Linked DNA regions of Mus musculus: region 1 is linked to region 2. Evidence: chromatin contacts called from public Hi-C data. All regions are on one chromosome and are shown on one strand. The core of a region is the stretch at or near the end of the contact, and the rest is flanking DNA. Distances in the headings are between cores, read along the strand shown. Region 1 overlaps Pde8a (phosphodiesterase 8A). Region 2 overlaps Slc28a1 (solute carrier family 28 (sodium-coupled nucleoside transporter), member 1).

The links. A called contact is a pair of places that touch in the nucleus more often than the background predicts.
Region 1: a Hi-C map of bone marrow-derived macrophages shows a contact between it and region 2, with 34 read pairs. The contact joins two enhancer-like sites. A contact is called at or near these places in 5 of 15 datasets of contacts at CTCF or cohesin (the NIH/3T3 cell line, embryonic stem cells, large pre-B cells and 1 more), 36 of 484 Hi-C or Micro-C datasets (the AML12 cell line, the AtT-20 cell line, CD4 T cells and 24 more), 11 of 115 datasets of contacts at active chromatin or transcription factors (CD4 single positive thymocytes, the HPC-7 cell line, Th17 cells and 6 more) and 4 of 9 other capture datasets (adipose tissue, embryonic tail, liver and 1 more).

Annotation. Positions count from the first base shown.
Region 1 is chr7:81,305,239-81,312,170 of GRCm38.p6, forward strand. It overlaps Pde8a (phosphodiesterase 8A), which reads left to right. Exons shown (of 22, transcript NM_008803.3): 9 at 1,457-1,545; 10 at 3,567-3,618; 11 at 3,701-3,743. Among named protein-coding and RNA genes, the nearest start is that of Rps17, 37 kb to the right of the region's middle. Within about 2 kb of position 2,698, at least 16 of the 459 cell types and tissues checked have an H3K27ac peak or open chromatin away from gene starts, as enhancers often do. A contact at or near this core is called in adipose tissue and bone marrow-derived macrophages, where this site is marked.
Region 2 is chr7:81,151,487-81,158,478 of GRCm38.p6, forward strand. Slc28a1 (solute carrier family 28 (sodium-coupled nucleoside transporter), member 1) reads left to right here. Exons shown (of 18, transcript NM_001004184.3): 11 at 1,914-2,039. Among named protein-coding and RNA genes, the nearest start is that of Slc28a1, 40 kb to the left of the region's middle. Within about 2 kb of position 3,720, at least 81 of the 459 cell types and tissues checked have an H3K27ac peak or open chromatin away from gene starts, as enhancers often do. A contact at or near this core is called in adipose tissue and bone marrow-derived macrophages, where this site is marked.

The DNA.
Region 1 (6,932 bases), core at 1,448-3,947, 150 kb after region 2:
GGCTTGACCTCTGCTCCTTCTGGGGACCTGTGGTACTGCCGTGGCCTGTTAGACCTCGGCTAGGGTCTGTCTGAGTTTCTTCAGGAGCTGGAGTAGGACATTCTCCATCTATCTTTCAGTGTGCTGGTGGCTTGGCCCTGATGACCTACTGTTTCTTTCTCTTTTCTTCATTCCCTCTTTTCTTTTTCATGTAATGGAACAATTCTATTGAGACGTAATTCTCATACCATACAGTCTACCCATCAAAAGTGTACAGTTCATAACACTTGGGAGGCCAAGGCAAGAGGGCCATTACAAGTCTGAGACCAGCCTAGTCTGTGTAGCCAGTTCCAGGCTGGCCAGAGCTACATCGGGAGAGCCCACCTCAAACCAGCAAAAAGAGCTAGCTACACAGCCCAGTGATTTTTAAGTATATTTGTGTAGGTGTGGCATGGCGGAGGAGGAACCAGGGCACACCTTCCCCTGGGGTGATGAGGGTATCTAGGGACTTGTCACAGTTTCCCACATTGTCTTGGATAGTCCTCTTAGAGCTGTTTGTTTCCAGGGTGACTCTGTGGCCATGGAAGTGAGGACTGCCTACTCCTTCCTGCTAGGGGATCCCTGGTTAGTGTTTGGGCATAGTCTGTCCCTGGGCTAGCTGTACCAAGAGCTAAGCTGTTTATAACCTGCTCTTTTCTCTGGTTACTACTAACTGCAGACAGAGCTAGCTGGTTTTGACATGGTCTTCTTAAAAAAAAAAAAAAAAAAAGATTGCTTTCAGAATTACATCATCCAGTAATCAGACTCAGTATCTACTGGGTATCTTAGAGCTCTGGGTTCAAAGAGTTCTGAAGGGCCAAGAACATTATGGGCACCTTTAGTTCAGCATCCAACAGGAGGGTTGGGAGATTTTCATAGCTTAGCCTCGAGTGACTTGCCAGATGGGCTGGCTGATAAAGACAAGTCCCCTAGCCACCCTTATCACCAAGGGAAGATGTGCCGGTCTCCTCCTCAGCCATGCTTGTCTGTTGCAAGGATCCCTGCCGATGGTCACATGAGCTCCTAAAATCACAACCCGGGCTTTCCAGCCCAGCTGCTGTAGCACCCTACCCTGCAGAAGGACTGACACCCCAGGTCCTCAAGGGCTAAAGCCATTTGCAATAAGAAGCTAGTAGTGGCCTAGCACAGTAATGGCCACACGCTGCTCTTCTGTGCCCTAGTTCTGAGTACACCTGCACCAAGTACCACGTCAGACTCGGAGTCCCTCCTTCATGCAGCCAGTGAGAGCCATGAGAGACTGAGGTGACTTTAGTCAAGTGACTTGACAGGGTGAAGAAGAATATTGGCTTACTTAAATTGCATTTGGGTTTGTGATCATTTTTATCCTAAGTTCTTTCATGGTGATTAATAAATCAGAACCAAAATGGAAAATGTTCCTGGATATACCAAAGCATAATAATACATATTCTATTCATAGGAATGGCAAGGAGTTTACCATACCCAAAAGAAAAATGGAGATAACATACAGCAAAATGTGAAGATAATACCTGTCATTGGGCAGGGAGGGTAAGTGGAAAAATGCACTTCTGTGTCTCGAATTCTCTTTGAATACTTAAGTAAACGCCACATGGCTCATGGAAGTGTAAAAGGTTTAAAGCAAGGCCAGGCTCTCACAGGGCACGGCCTTCCAGGGTGGTCGTTCCCTGAGGACCTTCCACTTGCAGTCCAGAGCCACTACTCTGGAGACAGTCTTCTTTATGCTGTGTAGATTTGCAAGAAAGAGACTTCAATGTTTATATTGAAATCACGTCTACCTCTGTGTTTGTAAGCTTTGTATCTAATTGGAAGTAGCTGTTTCTGCAAAGGTCTATCACAGAATATTTTGAATGCTAACAGATGTGTTCTGGGCTGGAGAGCTGGCTCAGTGAGACCGGTGCTTACTGTGCAAGCACGAGAACCTGGGTTCATATCTCCAGCACCCCACAAAAGCCAGTGTGGCATCATGCATGTAACCCTGCCACCGGTGGGTAGAGATCTGCGGTCTCACTGGCAGCCAGCCTAGCTGTGGAATGCTGAGGTCCATATTCAGTGAGGAGCCCTGTCATAATAATAATAATAATAATAATAATATAATCATGATAATTAATAGTATGGAGGAGCAATTGAGGAAGATGTCCCCATGTCACCTCTGTCTGATCCACACATGCTCACACGAGCAAGCATGCATGTGCTCATGTGCACATACTGTAAATTTATTAAGAGCCTAAAATTTTTGGAGGCCTTGTCTCAGACCTGTTCAAAATAACAGAGAAAGTTTCCAGAATGTTCTGAGTGTGAATTATAGCATACCCAACAGTAAAATACACACTTTAATAAATGATGATCAGAGAAAATTAAACTGTAAGGAAAGCCCTTACTGTGCAAAACATAAAGTCAGACCTAGTGTAGGATACGGAGGGAAGGAGACACAAGGAGGAAGTGTGGCCATGGCCTTAGGAACTGCACTTCCCTCTAGCCAGGCTCCTGCTAATGGGCGGCGACACTTCATTTCATCCTAAATGCAGCTTGTTTGGTCAGCACAAGGATGTCGCTCCTTTACACATGGGGAAACTGAGTCATAGAGAGGTCTGGTTTCCACCCCAGCTCTGGCTGCCATGTGTGATGGTGCCTGGTGCAGCCCTCAGTGCCAGCTGACCGCACAGCTCGCCTGCTGTGTCAGCCGACTTTGCTGCCAGTTGGTGACGGCTTCAGGGAGGCGGATCTGTGTGGGCTCTCTGTTCTGAGTCTTTGCTCTTTTATGTCCTTTCCAAATTGTTCTTGTGATTAGTATATAGGGATTTGATTATGGGGCAGGGCAAAAGAAACTGAAGGGACAGTAAATAAATGGAGCAAGCCAGCAGCTTCTGTGCCCAGCCCTCGTTCCTTTGTCTTAGACATTGGCTAGTCAAGGCTAGCAGGGACCTCAGCCTGTGTGGCCTGTGTGGCCTGTGTGACCTGTGTTCATCTCTGTGACTGACTGTAAGCAGACTGCTGGAACTTGAGAGCATCAGTATCAACGTAGTCAAACGACTCACTAGGAAATGAGAGACTAATGTAGTACACTGTAAAAGTATATGTGTGTTTGTATTGTCTGTTGTCAAAACTAGGGCAGTAGCCAGGCAGTGGTGGCACACACCTTTAATCCTATCACTTTAGAGGCAGGAGGATTTCTGAGTTTGAGGCCAGCCTGGTCTACAGAGTGAGTTCCAGGACAGCCAGGGCTACACAGAGAAACCCTGTCTCAAAACAAAACAAAACAAAACAAAACAAAACAAAACAAAACAAAACAAACAAAATCCTAGGGCAGTGACTGTAGAAGTCACTTCTTTTTTCCCCAAGGACATAAAGTGGTATCTGTAAAGTTTGGTTCGTTTATTGATGGCTTTCACACACACACACACACACACACACAATTTTTTTTAGAAGAAAATGCTCTGAAAGCATTTCATATATTGCTAAAAGGAAATATTCTTTTCATAATGAAAAACTACTATCTATCTCCCATATTAGAGTCAGGAGAAAAATAATGTATTGTTTTCTACTTACAGAAAAATCAGACACTATGTGTCCATTATCAGAGTGTGCAATGGCAACAATAAGGTAGGTAAAGGGAGCCCGGGATGCGAGTGCACAAGCAAGCTCTACACAATCAAAACTAATGGCTTGTAAAATCCATTTTTAGGTTGAGACCACAACTGAGTGTGTTCAGACTGACAGTCAAACAGGTATGAGGCCCTATTCATTCTCAAGGTTGAGCATTTGGGGGTGGGGTGATTCACAGGTCCTTCCTGTGATTGGCCTGCTTTGTGCAGTGGTGGGACCCTATTCTTGTGGCCCAGCCCAGCCCAGCCCAGCGTGGTGTGAGGACTGGAGTGCTGTGGGCATCTTGACCAGTGCCTGGGACGGGTGCAGCCTGTGTGGAGAGAATGATTACCTACTGCGTGGTGTATGTGCAGGCAGACACGTAGGATGAAGTAGGACTTTATAACCTGAGCTGAGCTTTAGGGCAGACAGGGTTGAGTGGATTACCAAAGTGCATTAGCAGGGACACCGTCCACTGGGCTAATGTGGTCACTACCAGCCATCGGTGTCATCGGAGTTGCTTCATCTCGTGTCTTCTAATCATGCCTCAGACACCATCTGTCCTACTGCACAGGCTTCTCTCTGCCTCGGAGGGCTTGCTTCCCTCACACATAAGTCATGGCTTTGGCAAGCTACTTGTTGCTCTTGCCCACACAGATAAGGGGATGTCTGTAAGGACTCGCCATCAGGTGTTTTGGAAGAGGGAACAGTCATTGGAGACTGGAACAAAGAGTAAGTCAGGATAAGGAGCTTGAATTAATCATGGTCCTTAAAGGCCAGGAAGGAAATCAGGCTTTTTATCCATAGAGAGTCTCTGAGGGTTTCAGAACTTCTAAGAAGTCCTTACATTGTGTCTGCAGCTGCTCACATGGAAGGATGTGCTCTCACATCAAGACTGAGAGGAGAGGAAACATTGACCAGAAAAATGAGATAACAGTGAGGAGAAGGGGAACAAGTGTGGTGACACAGGACTAGAGAGAAGAGTGAAGAAAAGGCAGACCAGAGAGCCGATCTGAGTGAGCCCAGGGACCTAGGGGTGGCCATAGGCCTGGGAAGGGTGAGTATGGGCCTCTTCACCGTGTGGCCCTGGTATTGGTGATCTACTTTGAACATCTGATAGCTAGCGGTTCCTAGGTCTTTCAAAGAGGCAAGGACTGAAGATGCAGATGTTTCTGACCAGAAAAAGCAGCATTGAGTGCTGAGGATAAGGCGGAGCCCAGGTGTAAAGGGAAGAGCATCAAGGTTACTGCGGGACAGAATGACAGGCAGAGTGGGAGGCAAATCCCTGCAAGTGAGTGCCTGACAGAAGAGGAGGGGCTAAGCAGGGAAGAGCTGGATGGCACAGAGGACGTGGAGCAAAGAGACACTGAGACCTGTCAGAGTTCAGGCTCAGAGAAAAATGAGGCAGAAGCCAAGCCTCAGGGGACTAGACGTGGTAGACAGAGCCTGCCACGCAGTTCTGTGCTGCCGCTCTCAGAGCACATCACTTGATTTTGTTGTTAGTGGTATTTCGTTGGTTTTAGTTCTTCAGAGCAGTCCTGAGAAGTGGGCATGACTGTTATCAACACTCCTTTAATACAGATGGAAAAACAAGTGCCAAGAGAGTTAAATGACACTTAGAGCTAGGCACAGGAAATGACAGAGCTGGGCTTGGGAGGCCATCAGTGGGTGGCCAGGGCAAGTACAGGTGAGGTAGGAGGCTCCCGCCTCAGCCTCGTGCGCTACACCGTTTGTGCTTGGACTTGATGAGTGCTTCCGTAGGAGCTGCTGCTGTCACCCTGATGAGCCACTGCCTGATCCATCTTCATTCCTCGGCGGGCAGTGGAATAGTTGTATTCCTGAGGGTGTGGGGCTGTTTTGCCACAGTGGGGCAGTTGGGGCTATTAGGCCCACACCAGAAGTCCTCAAGCAGAAGTGGGGCTTATTGGGAGGAAATAGAGCCCCTTACAGATTGGGTGAGGGAGTCCAAGAACCAGTTTGGGAAGGAGTCGGGAACCCAGGGGTACTGGGAAGCTGTCTCCCTCTGAGCTGAGCATGCCACAGGAACACCGTGGTTGGCCACCACTGGCGCTGGCAGATCCAGGCTCAAGACCTTGCTTCTAGTTTCACTTGCTCATTTGGCTAGGCCTAGGCTACCTGCTACTCACGTGTGGAGCCAGGCAGTCCCTGGATTCCCCCCTTCTGTAAAAGGAGATCCTGGAACTCCCTAGTCAAGAGAATGGACATTGAGAGTCTGGGTGTCTAGGAAAATAATAAAGTCCCCACACGTTACATTTTTCTTAGCCTGTGTGTAATTTTCAGATCGTGCTATAGCTCACTAAAGATACAAAATGGTTGTAGTGACAGTGTATAGATTTTGATTGTTCTGGCTTGCTGTCACATGATAAGCTCTGGTACCATTGTCTAATACTGGGACTGGCAGGTTGGCACTTGTCACAGGCCTCTTTTGCTGGGTGCCTGATCACATGTATTAGCAGTGTGCCAAGATCACAGCACAGTAACCTGTGGGTATGTTGAGTAAGATAACCTGACTTCAACTTTCTCACATTCAGACTGGAATTCCTGCTTCCAGGCCAAAGGGTCCATGCCATTAGGGTGCTGACTGGAGACAGTGACTTCTATTGCCCAACACTGCTTCTCCAGAATTTCCTGGGTTGTCCTATCAGGCTACAGAAATGCTAATATCTCTGAACAGAGTTTAAGGATCCCATTTTATAGACCAGAAAACCAAGAACAGAGTTGCAGATGGTGTTAAGCCCAGGCCTCATGGAGGCCTGTTTGGAGTTATTTCCATGTATAAGCATGGTACCACATCAGAGTGGTATGTTATCTATTGAGTGTCCACTGCTGTGAGCCCCTGGGCATGGTGCTTCTTCAGAGCTTGCAGTCTTTTAGAAATGACTCTCATGCTTACTCATTGGTCCCCTGGGTGTGTGTGCCCTAAGGGCTACATCTGGGAGCTGGGCCAGGTCAAGGCATGCCTGCCCACCTGCAGCCTACTGCAGGGTGGAACTTGCTCTAGAGTCATGTACAGAGAGCTAAGGGACACAGTGGGGACAGCATTCTTGACAGGGCTGTTGGGAGCAGAGGATCTAGGATATACATAGATAATTAGCTTTAAAGTGTCTCTGTGGAAATTGGATCTCCTCCTCTCTCTCCTCTCCATAGCCCCATCCTGATCGCATGGTGCTTTCTGCCTTGTTCTGCTCCAGCTCTCCCCTCACTGCAAAGTCATTAATAATTGTGTTCCCTGCCTTGCTCCCCACTAGACCCCACCCCCTTTGAGGACATAACTCTGTCCTATCCATTATCATATCCCCAATACTGCAAAG
Region 2 (6,992 bases), core at 2,470-4,969:
CATGTGCAGGCGCAGCTGTGAGCAAAATGGCGCAGGGGTGATGCAACTCTATTGGCTAACGGCTGGTATATGGGGCAACTCAGGATTGGCTCAATCTAAAGTTTTGGGGGAAATTTTCCAAATTCAGCCCAGCAACCAAACCGCAAACGTCTGGCAGTGGGCTATAGCGGTTGGCAAGCATAGCGGATTTAAGGAATGGTCCGAGCACTCTGTACAAACATTTCCTGAAACAATGGAGCAAGTTAAACTTTTACTTTGTGCCAATAGTGATGTCCATTTAGGACACAAGTCGGGGGCTTACATGAGTTTCTACTTTATGTCAGGATCTTTCAGGTCAAGCTTACTCCTGTCTCAGGGCCTCTGGTCTTTCTGGGCGGCTGAGCCATCATCAGTCTGTGTAGTTGACTCCTTCCGGTCTCAGTTAACATTAACCCAGTGCCACACCCTCAAAGAGACCGGTGCTGATATTCCCTGACCATGAGGCTTGTTTTTCTCACCTATCTTCATAGATTCTATCACCCTCTAAAATCACAGCGTATCTATACCTCCACACACACTTCCTGCTCCCAGGAAGGCGTTCTTGTGGCTTCCAGGTATTGGTTGCTTTTCTTTTCTCTGTGATAAAGCACCCTACAGAAACAACTTAAGGAAGGAAGGAGATGCCTGTGGACCCACAGTGTAGAGGTACAGGCTATCATGGCAGAGAGGGCCTGGCGGTGTGTGTGAGGCAGCTGGTCACAATGTAGGAAGGGGTGTGCGGAAAATATGGGTGCTCAGCTTACTTGTCTGTGGGTGTAGGACTGAGGATGGGAGGGGGATGAGCGGCGACAGAGTTATGTGACCGAACCCAGCTCAGGCAGTTAGACTCTGGAGACCAGCATCAGGGCACAGATCCGAGATTATTACCCAGCACATAGGCTTAGATACAATGTTTGAGCCAATCCCAAGCCCCTAAATCCTTGGCCAATCATCTCTCACCACACTGTCACTGGGCTCCAATGAAAGTCCCGTCTGATGAGGTTACTCAGAAGAAGTGGGAGGAGTTAGGGGAAGCAGCCAACCCCTGGCCGCGGTTCCTTTTTGTTGGTTCACCGGTGTTCTACGAGCCATCTTATGTCTAATGCTGACTACAGCAGATCAGGACTTTCTGAGGAGTCTCAGGAGCCTGAGGCACCTCGCTCTCTATCCCACTTTTTCCCTCACAAGGTTGATTTCCACATCCCCTATAACGTTCTACTTTATGTTCATTCTGGAGCCCCAGCCTACGAGATAGTGTATCCACATTCAGGGTGGGTGGGTCGTCCTTCCTCAGTTACACCTCTCTGACCACACCCTTACAGATGCACTATGGAGCGTATTTCCACCATGATTCTAAGCCCAGTCACGTTGAACATGAAGATTAACCATCATACGCCCATCTCCCCGTCCTGCAAAGCAGTACCAAGAATGCTAGGGCTCCATAGCTGGATTAGATAAAGAGTAGCCCAGACTTCTACACAAGCCCCAAAGCAAATGCCCAGTGAAGGCTCAGCCCCTTTGTGCAGATCGGGCTTGCATCCCTTCCCAGGCCTCTGTTTGCTTCCCTGGAAAATAAGAGTCCTTTCTGTCTTAGGTTGTAAGCACAGAGGGGGAGGTGCCTGGGTGTGAGGAGCACGGTAAGTGTCAACACACACGGGTAGGGTAGGGTGGTGGTATGCAGGTCCTATCACAGAGGAGGGAGGACAATGGGGCCCAGAGAGGCTCAGCTGACTAGAAACCCACCCTCTGTCTCCTCTGAGATTCTTCATCAAGAACCATGACCTGTCTCAAAACAAAACAAAACAAAACAAAACAAAACAAACAAACAAAAAACCTGTGACCATCACCCAGCCGCCACCGCGGCAGCTCACTGCTTGCCTTCTGACTCTTTGTAGACTGAAGCTCCACTGCTGATCCGGCCCTATCTGGCAGATATGACACTCTCTGAAGTTCACGTTGTCATGACTGGAGGCTATGCTACTATTGCTGGCAGCCTCCTGGGCGCCTACATCTCCTTTGGGGTAGGTAGAACTTTTCTCTGCTGGGCTATGCCAAAGCCCTGAAACTGCCTTTCTGGAAGCCCCACAAGCTCCTAATCACAGCAGTCATGGGATGTCCCCTCTCTGTCTCAAAGCCCAGCTTTGCCTGAGCAAGGCAGGCTTGCTGGGCTAAACTACTTGGTTAGACCTTTTTTTTTTTTTTTTTTTTTTTTAATGGTTTTAGAGTTTTATTGTAGAAAGGCGGGGGGGGGGGGGAGAAGGTAGAAGGAGAGAGAGGCTGGCCATGGCCACTTGAAGAGAGGGGGAAGGGAGAGAGAAAAGGAGGGCTAAGAAATGTCAGAGCTTAAAGAGAGCTGGCTACACTTTTCAAATGGCCCCTGGGTCAGATTCCCAGAATTCCATTTACTAAGCTCATATTATGTATCAGGCACTATGCTGGGTGCTTTAATATCCCCGTTTTATAGATAAGCAAATTGAGGCTCAGAGAATAAATTAATGGTTAAAGCCAGGATCTGAACCCAGATCTGACTCCAAATTTCATGCTCAGTTTTCCATAGGCTTTCCCTGGGGATCTGCCCTCCTAAATGATGTATATCATAATCCTCTCATGGGCCAATCCAGTATTACAAATTGGACCCTAAATTCACATAGGCAGAGAAAAAATTTACTTGTGTGTGTGTATGTGTACACATTTTTTCTTTTTCTTTTTTTTCTTGAAATTATTTATTTATATTATTTATATTACTTTTTCTTGAAATTATTTATTTATTTTATGTATCTTACATACACTGTAGCTGTCTTCAGACACACCAAAAGAGGGCATCAGATCCCATTACAGATGGTTGTGAGCCACCATGCAGTTGCCAGGAATTGAACTCAGGATCTCTGGAAGAGCAGTCACTGCTCTTTACCACTAAGTCATCTCTCCAGCCCCAATTTCATTTTTTAAAAAGAGCTCAGGGGCTGGTGAGATGGCTCAGTGGGTAAGAGCACCTGACTGCTCTTCTGAAGGTCCAAAGTTCAAATCCCAGCAACCACATGGTGGCTTACAACCATCTGTAATGAGATCTGATGCCCTCTTCTGGGGTGTCTGAAGACAGCTACAGTGTACTTACATATAATAAAAATAAATTTTAAAATCTTTTAAAAAATAAAATAAAAAGAGCTGTAATCCTAGCACTTGGGAGGCATAGGCAGGAAGATCAGAAGTCCTTGGTCATTAACTATATGTAGAACTGAAGGCTATTTTGCCTCAAAAATCAAAGAAAAAAACCCTAAACATAGGAAATTTGAAACCCCAAACTTTGTTGGTAAAACGGTTTAATAGTGACATATATACACGCTACCTGCATATCTTAAGGTCTTTAAACATCTTAACTTTGCTCTGGGCCTTGTGATCTGTTTTAAAAATCACCCCGTGTTCTTTCTAGACACATGAGCTTTGCAGACACCTCTAGTCATTAACTGGGACTTAAAAGGCAAGGAGGTATCTTACCACACTAAAAGAAATAAAATAAAGCCAAAGGAGGTGGTGGCACACACCTTTGATTCCAGCTCTTGGGAGGCAGAGGTTGGCAGATCTCTGAGTTTGAGGCCAGTCTGATCTACAGAGGGAAAGCCCCAGGCGGCAGCCATAGCAGGGTCTGGGAAAGCACCTAACAGAGGGACCTTCCGCTCTACTTCTTCTGTCCCTGGCTGCAGAGAGGCTCTCTTCTGCCCCCTGCCGGGCCTTAGCTGTCACTGCCTTCCCAAGGAGCCTCCCAGGTTCTTTTCCTTTGTTTTGTACAGCTGGCTTTTAAACTCAGGACCCCATATATGCTAGGCAAGCCATTGAGCCACACTCCCAGTTCATGGTCTCTTTATTTCCAAAGCGTTTTTACTATATTGCTTGTGTATGAGCACAGGGGCACACGTGTCAGAGGCACGCTTGTGTGGGTAGGAGGGAGTCAGTTCTCTCCCTCCACCGTGGGTTCTGGGGATTGAACCAGGGCTTGTTATGACAAGTGCTCTTACCTACTGAGCCATCTCAATGGTCCCCTCAGTCCACAGATTTCTCTTTGTGGCTCAGCCTCTGACCCTTGGCCACATCCTTTCTATTGCAGGTATTTGGATAGTAGCAGGACCTGTCCAACACAGTAGCCATGAACTCCTGAGTACTTGAAACATGGGCAGTTTAAGATGAGGTGTCCAGTATTCTTTCTTCACTGCTCAAGAGCAAACCCAGGGCCTCAATCCCAAATGCTAGGCAAGCCCTGTACCACTGAGCTAAGTCCCCCCTTTTTTTCTTAATGTCTAACTAAGTTACTTAGACCGCCCTTGAACTGGTGACCTCCTGCTTCTGCCTCCCAAATAGTCAGTGTTACAGACTGGTACCCCCAGCCTGGCTTTCTTTGCACTTTTAAACATGTGACTGCTGGCCACAGTAACCGTGTTGGTGCTTTTCTGGGTGGTGTTACATGCTATGTAGGCCCATCACCTGGGAGGTAAAGAAGAAGGACCACAAACTTGAGGTCACCATCAACTGCATAGCAACGTTGAGGTTAGCCTGGGCTACACAAGACTGAATCTAAAGAATGTAGCAGGAGTGAAATTACAGATATGGTCTCTGTTGAGTTTGTATTGGACAGTGCCAGCCTAGGTCTTCTCTTTTGTCACACAGCACCAAGTGTCACTTGACTGAATCATTTCATTATGACCTCCACATACATTTCCAATTATGCTGTTGTTCCAAAGGCTCTAGGATAGATACCAACTTTCTCTGCAAATCCAAACAAGCTGGTCTCTCAGTGCAGAGGTCTTGAACCCAGGCTGGTCATGGTAACATTCAGGAGTTGGTCACTCATGTTTCCTATTGATTTGCCCCTCAAGGGAAACAAGGATTTGCAAGATCCTGTACTCAGGATCAAAGCGACTCTGTTGCTTAGTTTCCATATCTGTAAATGAACAGACGTACTGTTTACCTGGCCACAAAGGATAGATGAAAATGGTCAGAAAACACTTAGCATGGTGCTGAAAAGTGACCATATTAAGATCAGAAGGTGGGCAGTGGTGGTGTACTCCTTTAATCTCAGCACTCGTGAGGCAGAGGCAGGTGGATCTCTGAGTTTGAGGACAGCCTGGTCTACAGAGTGAGTTCCAGGACAGCCAAGGCTATACAGAGAAACCTCGTCTTGAAGAACCAAAAAAACAAAACAAAAAACAAAACAAAAACAAACAAACAAACAACCCCCCCAAACCAAAACAGACCAGAAATCTCTCCTTTGTTTCCTTTCTCACTAAATACCATTCTGCAAGGTGGTGTGCTCATGTCCTATTTGTAGAGGGTGGAGGGAGGCCTGGGTGGCTGAGATGGAAGGCATTCCTGACTGTGCTCCTGGACGCAGGGCTGGGGGAGCTACAATAGGCTGGTGTGGGATGAACCAGCACCAGCTTCACTGCCTGCATGCAGAAGTCCTGCATCTCCATCAAGAGCAGGAACGGCCACTGTGGGATTTGAGGCTGTGGCCATATGGCTCTGGAATGTGTGTCCCCCCTAAAATCCAAGCTTACAAGCTGGGTGTACTCTTCAAGCTGAAGGAAGAGGTCAGGGTCTAGACTGGCAGACGGAGAAACCTCCTATTTCAGGCGTGGCAGTGTCCACGATGGTGCTGAGCTGCCAGGGAGGAGACAACTGAAGCCCTGAAAGTTCCAAGAGGGCACCACCCCGACTGCCCTCCTCCAGGAGGGATCAGGGTGCTGGGCTTGCCATCTAGTGCTGGTGGCAGGGAAGAGGAGTTGGGCCTCTTGATGGTTCGTTCGCATGGTGTGCAAGCGAGCTTTCTGTTACTAGGACAAAGTGCCCCAGAGAGAGTTGAAAAATGGAGATGTATTTTACTTATGATCATGCCTTTAGAGGTTTCCACCCACTTTGCCCCATCTCTGTGGGCTTGTGTTGAGATGGATCATTGCAGAGGCGGTGTGGTAGAATGGTTCTGTCCACCTCAGTCCACCTCAGGGCAGTCAGGGACGCAGAGAGACAGAAAAGAAGAGTCTGGGTGTAAGATGTACAGGCATGCCCCAGTGACCTACTTCTCCCAGCCAGGTTTTCCTCACAGTCAGTGGAGATGGATTGACTCATTGGTGAGTGCAGCTCCCTCCAGGCTCTGAGGCAGCTGAGGACCAAGCCTTCGTGAGGGACTTCATTTTCACACCCTAGGCGGTTTCTGCTTCTGAGTAAGGAGAAACAAGTGGGGTTTAGACAAAGAAGGAGGGTTTCAGGGCCTGAAGCTCCAGGCCTTCAGCTTCATGGATTCCTGTCTGTTCCCTGAGAACAGATGCCCTCTGCCTTTATTAGCCTGAGCCCATGTAACCTCACCTCCCGTTCTCTCCCTACTCCCGCTTGAGGCAGGGGCCTCACTGTGTAGCTCTGAATAGCCTGGAATTCACTCTATACATTAGGCTGGTCTTAAACTCACAGAGATTTGCCTGCCTCTGCTGAGACTAAAGGCATATGTCACCATGTCCAGAGAAGGGCATCTACCTCAAGCTGCCTGATGTGGGGCAGGGAACTGAACTCAGGTCCTCTGCAAGACAGCAAGAATTCTTAACTATGAAGGCATCTCTCCCTCCCCCATCTCCCCACCCTGCCCTTTAAAAGCAGAGTCTCATGTTTCTAGGCTACTACATAACCAAGGATGCCCTTGAATTTCTGATCCTTCCACCCAGAGTGCTAGATTTACAGGACTGTACCCTCCTTCCCAGCTCACGTAGTAACTGGTGACGGAACCCAGTGCTCCCTGCATGGTTAGACAAACACTCTGCCCGAGCTGCATCATAGAACTTTCTACTTAAAATCTAAAAACTGCTATTGGCTTACTGCAAAATTTAAGGAGAAAAGATCTATTTTGCTTTTCTGTTTTTTTTTTAAATAGTATAGAGTTATGGACCTATTGAAAGATATCAAAAAGCACCAAGAAAGAAAATCACTTCAAACCC